2 separate regions of the Hordeum vulgare genome follow, and region 1 is linked to region 2. A link is a contact called in public Hi-C data. All regions are on one chromosome and are shown on one strand. The core of a region is the stretch at or near the end of the contact, and the rest is flanking DNA. Distances in the headings are between cores, read along the strand shown. Region 1 holds the start of LOC123427334 (tRNA-dihydrouridine(20) synthase [NAD(P)+]-like). Region 2 holds the start of LOC123427330 (probable galacturonosyltransferase-like 3).

Region 1 (6,589 bases), core at 2,663-5,162, 300 kb before region 2:
AAACACTATTATGTCTATTAAGCCAAATATTTCAGCATGCTAATATAATAGGTTCCTTGAAGAAATCTTCTAATATAAACTAATAATGACGTTAAAGTACTTCTAAATCAGAATCTAACACTGATATTTCTATGTGATCAAAATGACATAGCTGCCAACAAATACACACAACCACCCGGCGGCACACACAAACCCCGCAAACAATGGCATCTTGCATGTGCTATATGTGAATGGGCCCATTCCAGTAAGACCAAAACCATAAATTCAGGCAGTATTATCCACGGGTATTATAGAAGAGCAATGCATCTCCAAATATAGTGCTACATGAGCTCATGATATGCAAAAGAAAACAGATAGGAATTTGGCTTCACTTACGCTACATCTGCTGACGAACCACACTTTATCACACCTTTCCCTTCAGGGAGTTCAAGGCAAATATAGTGCATTATTATTTCTCTTAGTGTCGTCTTTGTGCTCTTAATACAATTGTCCCACAAAATAGTCTGCTCAAAAGAAATAAAGGGTAAAGACATATAGAACCAGTAAGTAAAACAGGACGATTTTAACTTTGATGTTTGCACAGAACAAATGCAGGGAGCAACATTTTTAAATACCTTTCTCACATACTCTCTTTTGAAATCCTCCCAAGGTACTTTGCCATTAGGAGAGAAAATGGAGGCATTCCACAAGGCACCTCTAGCAGCCATTACAGATGTGGCACCTAGAAGTCGATTTAATCAAGACACAAACTCATTGTTAAAAACAACATGAAAGAGAAGAAACAACAATATGTCGGTGCACTCTGACTCACCAAGTAACACTGGAAGCAAGGTGTCAATCCCTCACATTTGTTAACTTTTATAACACATTTATGGGGTTTCAAGAAACTCAGATTATACATGCTTGTTTGTGACTGATATATTTTCATTTTCCAGCGAACTAAGATGTTTATTGCCATTTGGCACTTAGGAAATGATTATCACAATCACAGTACATGGAGATCTTTCTTTTGGCTCAGTGTAAAGTAAGCGCAATGCTGATAAATGGCAAGCAAAGAAACCCAAAGCAGTGAGATTTTAGCTGACATCCATTTATGTACTCCCTCCGTTCGGAAATAAGTGGCATGCTTGAACTAAAACCACACCACTTATTTCCAAACAGATGGAATATTTCTTTATTTCTCTTTACTGTACTCTACTAAAAAAACTAATAAAAGAGCACAATATTATGAATCAAACATACAAACCTGTAGCATCTTTGATTCTCTTAAAATCTTCGTACTCAAATACATCCCCATTAGCTATAACTGGAATTGACAGTGCGGACACAACATCAGCAATCTCATCCCACTTAGCCGGATCCCTTGGCCTGTCTTTGACCTTTCTGCAGTTTCAAAAAACGGCTGACATGAGGAAAACAATTACTCGGAGATGATCCTAGGGCCCATGAAAAATATGCATGGATGCAGCACATCATATTTCATGTTGATTACTGTAAAAATCAAACCCAATGGATTACAAAGTAAATCCACAAGTTAGTTAATGTAAAACTCGGATGTTGGAAAAAAAATAGTGAGCAAAAATGTGGAGTCACTCCCTGAACTTTCCATGGATAAGTCGCATCAATTTGGGTACTATACAATTCTAATAAACCGAATGGTCTGCATATGAATAGAATTTTCACCAGGATTTACAATCTTGGGTGTTAAATTTGGTTGATGCCCTTAAGAAGCACGAATGGTAAATTGTGCATTTTCAAGCAAGATAAGACTCAGAAGTACAATTGCATTTGTGCTTACCTTCCATGGACAGCCAGAGCTGGAACACCACACTTCTCAATCCGGCGTGCCAGCTCCACAGTGTCCTGGCGTGTGTTCAAAAGACGGATTTTACATGTCACTGGTGTGTTCAAGTTCCTCCGCAATGTAGTCAAAATCTACATGGAATAGTTAGCATAGCCTGATTAAGGATAGTAAAGTCCAAGGATATGAAAGTAAGAGAACAAAAGACCATGTAGGAATGTACATCATGTATAAGCTCAGGTTTGGATAGTAATGCAGAACCCATTCCTCCACTGACAGAAAAAGCCTTTGGACAACCCATGTTGATATCTATAGCAGCAACATCATTGCACCTGGTGAGGATGAAAAACTATGATTAAATAGAAGATGCAAATCAGCATATGTTTAAAAGGCCAATTCAATGTGTTGATCAAATCATCAGACCAAACAATTTAGTTAGCAGCCTTTCCCCAATAACACGGTGAACTTTAAGTTATTCGCTATTAAGAGCAAACTCAGAAGTAAGGCTTACACAATCTCAGCAGCTTTAAGTGCTCTCACAGCATCTGATGTGCCCATTTGGAAGACAACCCTATCCCTTTCTTGCGGGCATGTTCGGAAAACAACACTATCAGTCCCTCTTTCCAAAAAATCAGTTGTCCCAAGAGATTCTGACCAATGATGAACATAATGATTAGAATGAGTGGATACCACACAAATCTGGACAGCATGTAGAACAAAGAAACAAAATCCAGTGGCATTAAGTTGTCCTTAAATCATACACTTGTACATTAAGTTGTCCTTCAATTAAATTTGTTATCTATCTCCAAACAAAACAAAAACACATCCAAGAATCAGTTACTGACTTAAAATGCAACATTATTGGAGTAAAGCTATCTACAATACTATAAGATGCGAAAACGGTAGTTTATGAGCAGAACATAATCATTGATGTGGTAGTCATAGTTGTGACTTGTGAGATGATAATAAACCGTGAAACATCAGTTGGACTACAATACCATTTGTAACACGTTGACAGTGCACAAACTTATGATCTATTATTTCTTCTCCATACGTAATATCGGCGCCATATTCAGCAGCCAGTAGCCTAAACGGCAGAGTACCCTGCAAAAATCATTGACAGAATAAGGAAGGTTCCACATATAACTATGTAAAGACGTTGAAGAAATGTGTGACAAGGAGGATATTGTCTAGAAATAACTGTGATTTGTGGAGGATAACTAGTGTTTAGAGGGTGCTTGGATCCAAGAGACTAAAACTAGTCTGACTAAAACTAGTCTCTTTAAGAGGCTAAAGTTCCAAGCGCCCCTGACTAAAGAGAGGCTAAAACTAGTCTTGAGGCTAAAATCTTTTAGTCAGGGGTACCCCTACTAAAATGTGCATTAGTCCTCTCTCTCCTCATTTAACTCCTCATGCAAGTTCTGGATTGGACAGTTTGGAGGATAATAAATGCTCATTAACTTGATTTTAGTCTCTTTAGTACTTGGATCCAAGCATGGGTGAGGCTAGCAAGTTTTAGTCTCACTACTTTTAGTCATGGGACTAAAACGTATCCAAGCACCCTCTTAATCAGGAATCCAGCATCGGGCAACTGAGAACCATACAAAGAACTAATCAGTTCATCAATGGAGATATCGTGCTACTTATTCCAGTCCCTAGAGCTGCATCCAAGAAACCCTGATTTCCAACTAGAGATCTCTCGGGGTTCGTTCTGACTAGCACGGCTAGCAACACGGGCAATCGCCCATCGAGCTACTCAATCACCCCGTGCGGCACTAAAGCTTCCCGCTCTAGATTCAGGGAGGCTTGAATCTAGGTCCCCGTGCTCCGGGGACTAAAACTCGGTTCCTACGCCTCCAGCTCATGCGGGACGCTGCTGCGAATCGGGGTGGGAGGGTTTGGAGTAGTTACCGCGCGGACCATGGGCGCGAGCACGAGCTTGTTGCGGTAGTCCATCTCTTCTTGCCTCGTGTCGCCGCGTCTCTGCCGCTGCGGCTGCTCCGCCTCTGACCCTCTCCTTGCTACCCCTCAATTCTGGGGACAAGGTTCCGGAGCGGACAGTGCCACAGGGAAGAAGAAAAGGCGACGCTGGCGGCGACCGCGCTGTCCCGTGCAGGAACAGAGCACTGCGTCCTCTCTAGACCGGAACCTCTCGCACGTTTCCTTGTTGGGCCGGCTGCTCAAAAGCCCAAATCTTCTCGCTCTTACTTAAGTTGTGAACGGGAGCCACCGGCTATCGAGCGCCGAAATCACTAGTTAGCGATTGCACCTTTTAACGATTACTTCCATTTTCACAGGTTACGATAAATAGCGGACTGCATGCGTATCATTTATCGCAACCTGAAAATTTTCCTTTTTTCGTAGATCCGTATTTTTAAAATATTTTATCTCCTAAATCATGCGTCCAAATTTTGAACTGTTTCCACGTTGATTTCCACCGTTGATTTTCTCGCGTCGAGATCTTCAAAACTAGATCCCATTTTAATAGGTTTTGGCGAACTTTTTTTTCACGAAAAAACCAGAAGAAAAAACCGGACGAAAAAATCGTGCCTCACGCGATAGAAAAAAAATCAGAAAACGAGTCGTGGCTCTCACGAAGGCAAAACCATGCCTCCCGCGGAAGCAAAACCGCGTCTCTCGCAAAAAAAGAGAGAGCTGCAAACACGTTTTTTTCCTTTCAGGAGAGCCATGACGTGCCTCTCGCGAAGGAAAAATTGTAACTTTCGTGGAAGCAAAACCGTGTCTCTTGCAAAAAAAATTAGAAAACACATTTTTTCCCTTTCGGAAGAGGCACGGACGTGCCTCTCGCGAAGGCAAAACCGTACCTTTCACGGAAGCAAAACCATGTCTCTCGCAAAAAAAACAGAAAAACGCGTTTTCTTCCCCTTTCCGAGAGGCACGGGCGTGCCTATCGTGAATGTAAATCCGTGCCTTTCGCACAAGCAAAACCGTGCCTCTCGCAAAAAAAAACAAAAAACACGTTTTTTCTCTTTTCGAGAGGCACGGCCGTGTCTCTCGCGAAGGCAAAATCGTGCCTCTCGCAAAGCAAAACCGTGTCTCTCGCAAAAAAACAGAAACTGTGTTTTTTCGTAAAAAAAATAGAAAACGCGTTTTTTGCGAAAAAAATATTGTCCAAAAGTTTCTTTTTTTTGCGAGATGATAAAAAAATCGAAACACCAAAAAAATCCAGAAAAAAATCACTCTAAAGAGCCAAAAACACGTGCGAAAAAAATTACGACGGGAACGTTGAGAGCGCGACACGTGGTGGCGGCTGAGAACGCGCTAAATGGCGACGCATGAGAGTGATCGCTCGAAGGCTCCCGAAGAAGTGCTCGCTAACTAGTTACCATCAGCGAGCGCTATTTCGGTTGCCTCGCAGCTAGGGCTGCAAATAAGTCAAGTTCGAGCGAGTTGTACTTGGCTTAGCTCAACTCATATTGAAATTCAAGCGAGCTCAAACTAAGTGAAGCTAATTGTCGAGCCATAAAACTTCACTCGTGTTCAGCTTGTAACGATCTCGAGTCAATCTCGAATTAGTTTCAAGTTAAATGAGACAGTAAAAAATATAAATCTTCCAGGATGATCCAACTAGATAAGGCAAATCAAGACATAAGAAAGCACTACAAATATTATTCCAATCAAGACTATGATAATGTAGCTTATTCAAAGTAGTTCGACTTATTCTCTAATAACCAAAAGTCTAGCACCAACATAAGAGACAATTCATGACAGATGTATAATTGGAAAAACAAATTATTTGTCGAAGATCATAAGAATTTGTAGTATAGTGTAGGTCGTAGATGGTCTTGGAGTTCGTAGAGGTCGCGAGTTCACGCGTGGGTCGATGGCGAGGCATGCTCATGGTGGGGAACGAGGCGAAGGGCTGGAGGCGGACGTGTGTTAGACTGATGGATGAGGTTGTGTTCTGAATCTGTAGAGCGGTGACTATATCTAGTACAAGATTTTTTACTGCGGCTAACAGTACTCTGAATCACGTGCAGCCTATGCAAGAGTATTTTACACGCGAATAGTGTGACTATAACTCGGATCTTGAAAAAGAGAAGTAAATGTATTCAGATGTCATTCGATGTGAAAATGGAAAAGGGGCTTACTTCGATCGATTGTACAACCATCTCGTCGTTCTCGTGAGAGCTCATCTTGCAAGGTTGCAACAGGTGATGGTTTTCGTGGAAGAAAGACAGAAAAATGAAAGAGCATGTGCTTGAGAATTCTGGTCAAAAGCAACATGTACCATAATAAGGCCTAAACCTCCTCCACACTTAATTAAACTTCCATGTTTGCAAATATTCCCTCCGTTTCAGTTTATAAGGCTTGCACGTGTATCTAGGTCGTCAATTTGATCAACTTAATAAAAGACATATATTACAAAAAATATATCATTAGAAACTTTAGATGTTCTATTTTTTAATGATATAATTTTTGTGTTAAACAATATATTTTATATAAATCAAATTGATGACCTAGATACACGTGCACGCCTTATAAATTGTGATGGAGGGAGTAAATAAAATGAAAAAAAATCATGAGCAATATATATGGTAATAAATTATTCCATTTCCATTCAATATATGGCAGGATTATTTAACATAGTAATGATGTTAAGCCGAGCTATTGAGATAAAATCAAGCGAGCGAGTATTGACTTAAGATCGGCTCGTTTCTCGATCGAGCTACAAAAAATGTCCATACTTAACTCATTTCTTTTCGAGTCAACCTCGAGTCGAGCCAAAAGACGAGTCGATCTCGAGCGGCTCACGAGCATCAATCT
Region 2 (6,353 bases), core at 3,158-5,657:
TACGAGGGGGATTTCAGATCTACGTACCCTTGTAGATCGCACAGCAGGAGCGTTAATAAACGCAGTTGATGTAGTGGAACGTCCTCACGTCCCTCGATCTGCCCCGCGAACCGTCCCACGAACTGTCCCGCGATCCGTCCCACGATCCGCTCTGATCTAGTGCCGAACGGACGGCACCTCCGCGTTCAGCACACGTACAGCTCGACGATGATCTCGGCCTTCTTGATCTAGCAAGAGAGACGGAGAAGTAGATGAGTTCTCCGGCGGCGTGACGGTGCTCCGAAGGTTGGTGGTGATCTAATCTCAGGAGGGCTCCGCCCGAGCTCCGCAGAAACGCGATCTAGAGGAAAAACCGTGGAGGTATGTGGTCAGACTGCCGTGGAAAAGTTGTCTCAAATCAGCCCTCAAATCTCCGTATATATATGTGGGAGGGCAAGGAGCCCCAAGGGGTTCGGCCGAACCAAGGGGGGGGAGTCCTCCCCTTGCAAACCTAGTCCAACTAGGATTGGAAGGTGGAGTCCTTCTCCACTTCCCCACTTCCCCTTTTTTTTCTTTTCTCTTTGATTTTTCTTTCTCCTGCGCATAGGGCTTCTTGGGCTGTCCCACCAGCCCATTAAAGGCTGGTGTGGCACCCCTAAGGCCTATGGGCTTCCCCCGGGTGGGCTTGCCCCCCCCCCCCGGTGAACATCCGGAACCCATTTGTCACTCCCGATACATTCCCGGTAATGCCAAAAACTTTTCGATAATCAAATGAGGTCATCCTATATATCAATCTTCGTCTCCGAACCGTTCCGGAAACCCTCGTGACGTCTGTGATCTCATCCGGGACTCCGAACAACATTCGGTAACCAACCATATAACTCAAATACGCATAAAACAACATCGAACCTTAAGTGTGCAGACCCTGCGGGTTCGAGGACTATGTAGACATGACCCGAGAGACTCCTCGGTCAATATCCAATAGCGGGACCTGGATGCCCATATTGGATCCTACATATTCTATGAAGATCTTATCGTTTGAACCTCAGTGCCAAGGATTCATATAATCTCGTATGTCATTCCCTTTGTCCTTCGGTATGTTCCTTGCCCGAGATTCGATCGTCAGTATCCGCATACCTATTTCAATCTCGTTTACCGGCAAGTCTCTTTACTCGTTCTGTAATACAAGATCCCGTAACTTACACTAAGTCACATTGCTTGCAAGGCTTGTGTGTGATGTTGTATTACCGAGTGGGCCCCGAGATACCTCTCCGTCACACGGAGTGACAAATCCCAGTCTTGATCCATACTAACTCAACGGACACCATCGGAGATATCTGTAGAGCATCTTTATAGTCTTTCCTCGAGTTTTGTTAGGGTTTGTCTTTTGCTGGTGGCGGCTCCCTGTAGATGGAGTAATGGTCTCCTCGCTAGTTCCCGTTTCGATGGTGCGTCAAGCACTGACGATGGACGTGTGGAGGTGTGTCTCTGGCGGGTCTGTCTTTGGTGGATTTGACGAAAAAGGGTTTCCCCCCGCTTTATATTATAAAGCCTCGACCAAAGCATACAAGACACCACAAGGTTCAACACACCCACGCACACGCCGCCAACTGGCATACAGCCATGGCCAAGGTACAAACGAAAATATGAAGTCTTGCTGGGGAGCAGCACAATAATCCCCAAGAGAGAGTTCATGACAGGTAAGCTAATCTGGCTCTCGAGGAGGATTGTCTTTGGTGGATTTGCTCGGATCTGGTCGCCGTTCATCTATGTTCGTCTATCTTCAGGTTGGATCCTTCTAATCTACACTACTCGTCATCGGTGATGGTTGCTCTTCTGATGTGTTGGTTTTATGGGGCCTTAGCACGACAACATCACGACTGTCTACTACAACATGTTTTGTGTGGATTCAGCGAGGGAGGGGCGATGACAGCGACGCGTAGCTTGCTTCAGTGTTATAGTCGTCGCTAGGTGATTTACGGATCTGAATGTAATTTTTATTATTTCTAGTATTCATTGTACTACCATGATTGAAGATTAATAGGTCGGAAGTTTTTTTCGCAAAGAAAAAAAAACTCCATAGCCATGCATCCAACAAATCCAATATGCTCCGTCTTCAATAACAGCGCAACCCGATATATGTATAAGAAAACACCGTCATATACGATAACTAAAATCCATGCCAATGCAGAAAAAACCAGAACGAAACAATCGACAACAATAACCTGCTAGAGAAAAGGAGTTGATCCCACGTATGTAAAACGGCACGGCAAAATAGACGTTAGCCTATAGTAAACTTGATATACCAACAGTCAAACACTAACCAAAGCTCACGATGCCAACACATGTCTGTCATCCTCTGATTTGTAGTAAGCCGCCTGCACAAAGCGAACATTTGACGACAACATGATTCACAACACTCTAGCTGCTGCAATGGAGTGAACACACGGGAGAAAAAGGCCGAAAGCAACCGAACAACCCTTGGGCCCCTCTGGCACGAGACGAGAGAAGCAGATGATTTCCTCCCCTGCCTTTGCCAAAAAGGATCCACTCGAGCACTTGGCAAACCGACCATTCACATGGCAACAAACCACACACTAATCTAATATTTCAGGGTCCATCATCAAAGCTTTAAACCAAAAAAGTGGAGACGCCGGATCAGATTCCTGAAATCTGGAGCCACAGATTTGAATATTTGCGCCACTAAACGACATCCAGTTAGCTCCTCTCAACGAATTAAGAAATGCATTTGACACAATCTAAGTTTCTTTCCCTCACCGGTCACCGCATGTACATAAAAGACTGAAAGCATGCAAACAAAAATATCCCCTCGATTATTTTTGGCAGTGTTATAGTGTTACTATAGATAAGGTACATCTGTTACAGATTTCGATCTTAACAGAAAACGAATGGAATCAAATAAGATATTCCCCCAACAGGCAAAAAAAAAAAAAAAAACAACAGCTGTACACGACCCGCCGCTGCATCTGGCGAGATCTCAGCGCCCGTCACAGCAAAAACCTCGACACGTCCGTCAGCAGCACGCGGGCCTAGATGTCAGTACCGAAAGGGCCACTCCAACCATAGCCATAAAATTGTCCACCTGGGCCCGCGCCGGGCCCATCCCATCCTGTGAGGCCACCATGTACGGCGTGTCCGTCCGTCACTGCCCCTACACCGAGTCACCGACACCGACCCCGACGACGGCGACGCCGCAACCGAGCCGGGTCATGGGCCGTGATCCGGACTCGGACGACTGACTTGTCACTCCAGCGACGTGTGCCGCTCATTGTCAGGCCACGGCGGCGAGCAGGTCGTCACGGGCGCCGCCGCGGCGGAGAAGGTCGTAGGGCGCCCAGAGCGCGTCCAGCGGGCACGGGCGGCCAGCGTCGAGCCGCAGCCACGGCTTCCCCTTGCCGCTCCAGTGCAGCAGGCTCACCGGCCCCGGGTGCAACTCCCGGCACTGGCCTGCCACGTTGTCCCCGCCGAGGCCGTGCTGGTTCCACCTGTGCTGCACGGCCTTCACGTCGCCGGCGAACACCAGGAGGAAGGGCGGGAGAGACCCGAGCTCGTATATCCTGGCCTCCTGCTTCTGCACGTCCATCCAGTACTCGAGCTTGGCCGTGTACCCGCCGGCGCGCCACCTGTCGAGGTCGATGACCATGACCCCGGTGTTGAAGTAGCAGGGCGCGCGCGTGCGGTTGGCGAAGACGGTGGGGTAGCCGGGGTGGCGCCAGAAGGCGTCGGTGAAGTAGAGGGTGAAGTTGGCGTTGCAGTACTCGGGCGCGGCGAGGGCGGCGTCGGGGCCGAGGTCGGTGGCCCAGAGGCGCGCGACGTCGTCGACGACGAGGAGGTCCGAGTCGAGGTAGAGGACGCGGGGGACGGAGCGGGGGAGGATGTCGGCGAGGTAGATGCGGGCGTAGTTGAGGGGCTGGTCGAGGGCGCGGCGGACGGAGGAGGAGATCCTGCCGCGGACGAGGCGGGCGTCGAAGCGGTGCACGGTGGCGGGGAGCGTGGGGAAGGCGGCGGCGAGCGCGGCGCGGAGCCTGGCGAGGCGGCGGGCCGGGGAGGCCGAGGAGGCGACGAAGTGGAAGGCGATGGACTCCGGGCAGGCGGCGTGGCGGAGCACGGAGAGGACGCCCGCGAGGGAGCCGCGCAGGTAGGTGCCGTCGAGGGTCATGGCGATGTGGATCGTGGGCGCCCCCGCGCACCCCGCGCCGTTGCGGAACGCCGGCGCCTCCCTGAACTCGGGCAGTTCGGCCGCGGCCGCCGCCGCCGCCGCGGCGAAGAGCAGGAGCGCGGCGAGGAGGCGCATTGCGGGGGCGTGGGGTGGATGGGGTTGCGCCTTTATTATTCCCCTCCCATCCGAGAGAGGGGGGGAGGTAAAGAACGGAGAGGAGAATGGAATTTGGATGGGCACGGCACCGTCGGCACGGGTGGGGGGCGGGGGGAGATGCAGAGTTAAGAGGCGGAGACGGCGGAGGGGAGGGAGGGAGGACAGGCTGGAAAGAGGGCGACGTGTGGGGTTTCCGCGTGGGTTTTCCGGGGCTTCTCGTTGGGATTTTTTTCCGGACGTTGGGCTCTTGGTGGTTGGTTACGATTTCGACGGGGCCTCCACTTTTCGGACCCTCCTCCATATTTGCGTGGGCTCTTTTTTCGATTTATTAGTTCAGCGTGACGGTGGGCGAAGCTTAGTAAGGCTCGCACGAGACCCATGCAAGGCCTACTTTTCGAGATGGAAGTTAATTGAGCTCATTCTTAGGCACTGACTACATTACCTCGGACGGCATGTTTTTTTTAGCAGGAAATATGGGAATTTATTTAGCAAAAGCCCCGGCAAAATCTGCATGGAGGCAAGTTACAGGAAAGCTAGGTTGCGACTGCATCCAGCACTCTGTCACCTCTCTAGTGCTAGCTTGCTTTGCACACAAGTGGACAGACGTGTTGGCCGCTCTATTACAAAGCTGAATACCAAAAGAAGAAAAGAAAGCTACGTGCTCCCCTATTTCATTCAAGATAGACGCCACAACTGAGCGAGAATTGTGACGCAAATGCCATAGCTGAACCAGTTCCAAGCTATATGTCTCTAAAATCACCTTCGAAAAGCCTCTCAACCGAGAAAAAAGAGCACCTTCCCACAATGCCAAGGTCTCTGCAACAAGGGGATTAGTCACCCCACCAAAGGGTTTGCACCAGGCAGCAATTAAGCCCTGCTTAGAGCGAGTTACCTCTCCATCGTCACTTCTGCTATGCTGAAGCGCCACACTGCCATCACTGTTAATTTTGATGGTGTCTTGGCCACAACAAGTCAGACTCAGCACATACCTGAACAAGCCAAACAAAAAAAAACAAGTGCAAGTGCATGCACCAACCCTCAATGTTGCTCATCAGCGTCATCGCCATTGCCATCAACTGAAGCACCCTCGACTCGTCGACTCTAACTCCACATCTTAGCATCACCGACATGTAAAAAAAAACATTGTCTCATCAAACTGAGCCAGCCTGAACCAACACATCCTAAACACTGCCACCCATCGCGAGACAAAATTGACACAACATAGTCCGTCCACATCTCTGACTTCATCCACCACAAGTCTTAAAGAAACACTTAACCTTTACTCCACACATCATGTGTCATCGTTGCCACTTGACATGCCCCACAAACTGCAATTACCATTTCAAGCCAATACGACATCACCACCTCCCTCCCTCCCTCCTCCACTCCCCTCGCTGCCGCCACCCAGAGATGGCGGCGGTGTTGGATCGCATGTTAGTCATCGTGTCGCCAAAGTTGCATCTCACGTGGGAGGTTTTTTTTAATAGTTTTAAAAATTTAAATATCTATGCAACAGCCGGGAAGAACGACAACAAAGGCTGGTGGGGGTGGTCGCCAAAAATAGAGAAGGCATTTTTTTGTCCGCTTCAAGTACCACCCTTTTTGGCCTTACACACCCAAAAAATCCTTGAAGCGATGGCATGCCGAGAAACACTAACGGTTGCTTGTGACTGTGAAGGAGTGATCAAGGCTATTCAGCAAGATTTTCAGACCCCGTGCGTGTGGCGAATGAATCCACCTTCGGGCCTTTGTATCCTGTATACTAGTGCTTCTTGAATAAAGAGGGATATTTCATGTTAAACAGTTATTCCAAAAAGTGGAGCATCTTTTTTTTTTCCTTTTGTTAGGGTTTTCCTTCTCGTGCTGACATCACTGTCGTCGAGGGCTGACCCCTCCCTTTTTCGCCTCTCCCGTTGCGGTTCTCACCAGGACTGACCACATAAACAGACCATTTGGAACGTCGCGGTTCTCACACGGACTGACACCACATAAACACACCATTTGGAACGTAGCAATCGAAAATGCAGGATTTTTTTTT

What was found. Hi-C and Micro-C count contacts between places; a contact is called where the count stands out from the background.
Region 1: a contact with region 2 is called in a Hi-C map of leaf, with 5 times the contacts expected there. The contact joins the promoter of LOC123427334 here to the promoter of LOC123427330 in region 2. A contact is called at or near these places in 4 of 6 Hi-C or Micro-C datasets (leaf and seedling) and 1 of 1 datasets of contacts at active chromatin or transcription factors (embryo).

Annotation. Positions count from the first base shown.
Region 1 is chr2H:567,593,209-567,599,797 of MorexV3_pseudomolecules_assembly, reverse strand. LOC123427334 (tRNA-dihydrouridine(20) synthase [NAD(P)+]-like) reads right to left here and starts at 3,912. Exons shown (of 11, transcript XR_006622388.1): 1 at 3,713-3,912; 2 at 2,800-2,905; 3 at 2,313-2,451; 4 at 2,025-2,133; 5 at 1,799-1,935; 6 at 1,247-1,383; 7 at 615-721; 8 at 376-503.
Region 2 is chr2H:567,298,385-567,304,737 of MorexV3_pseudomolecules_assembly, reverse strand. LOC123427330 (probable galacturonosyltransferase-like 3) reads right to left here and starts at 4,407. Exons shown (of 1, transcript XM_045111345.1): 1 at 2,791-4,407. The coding sequence starts at 4,294. The coding sequence ends at 3,272.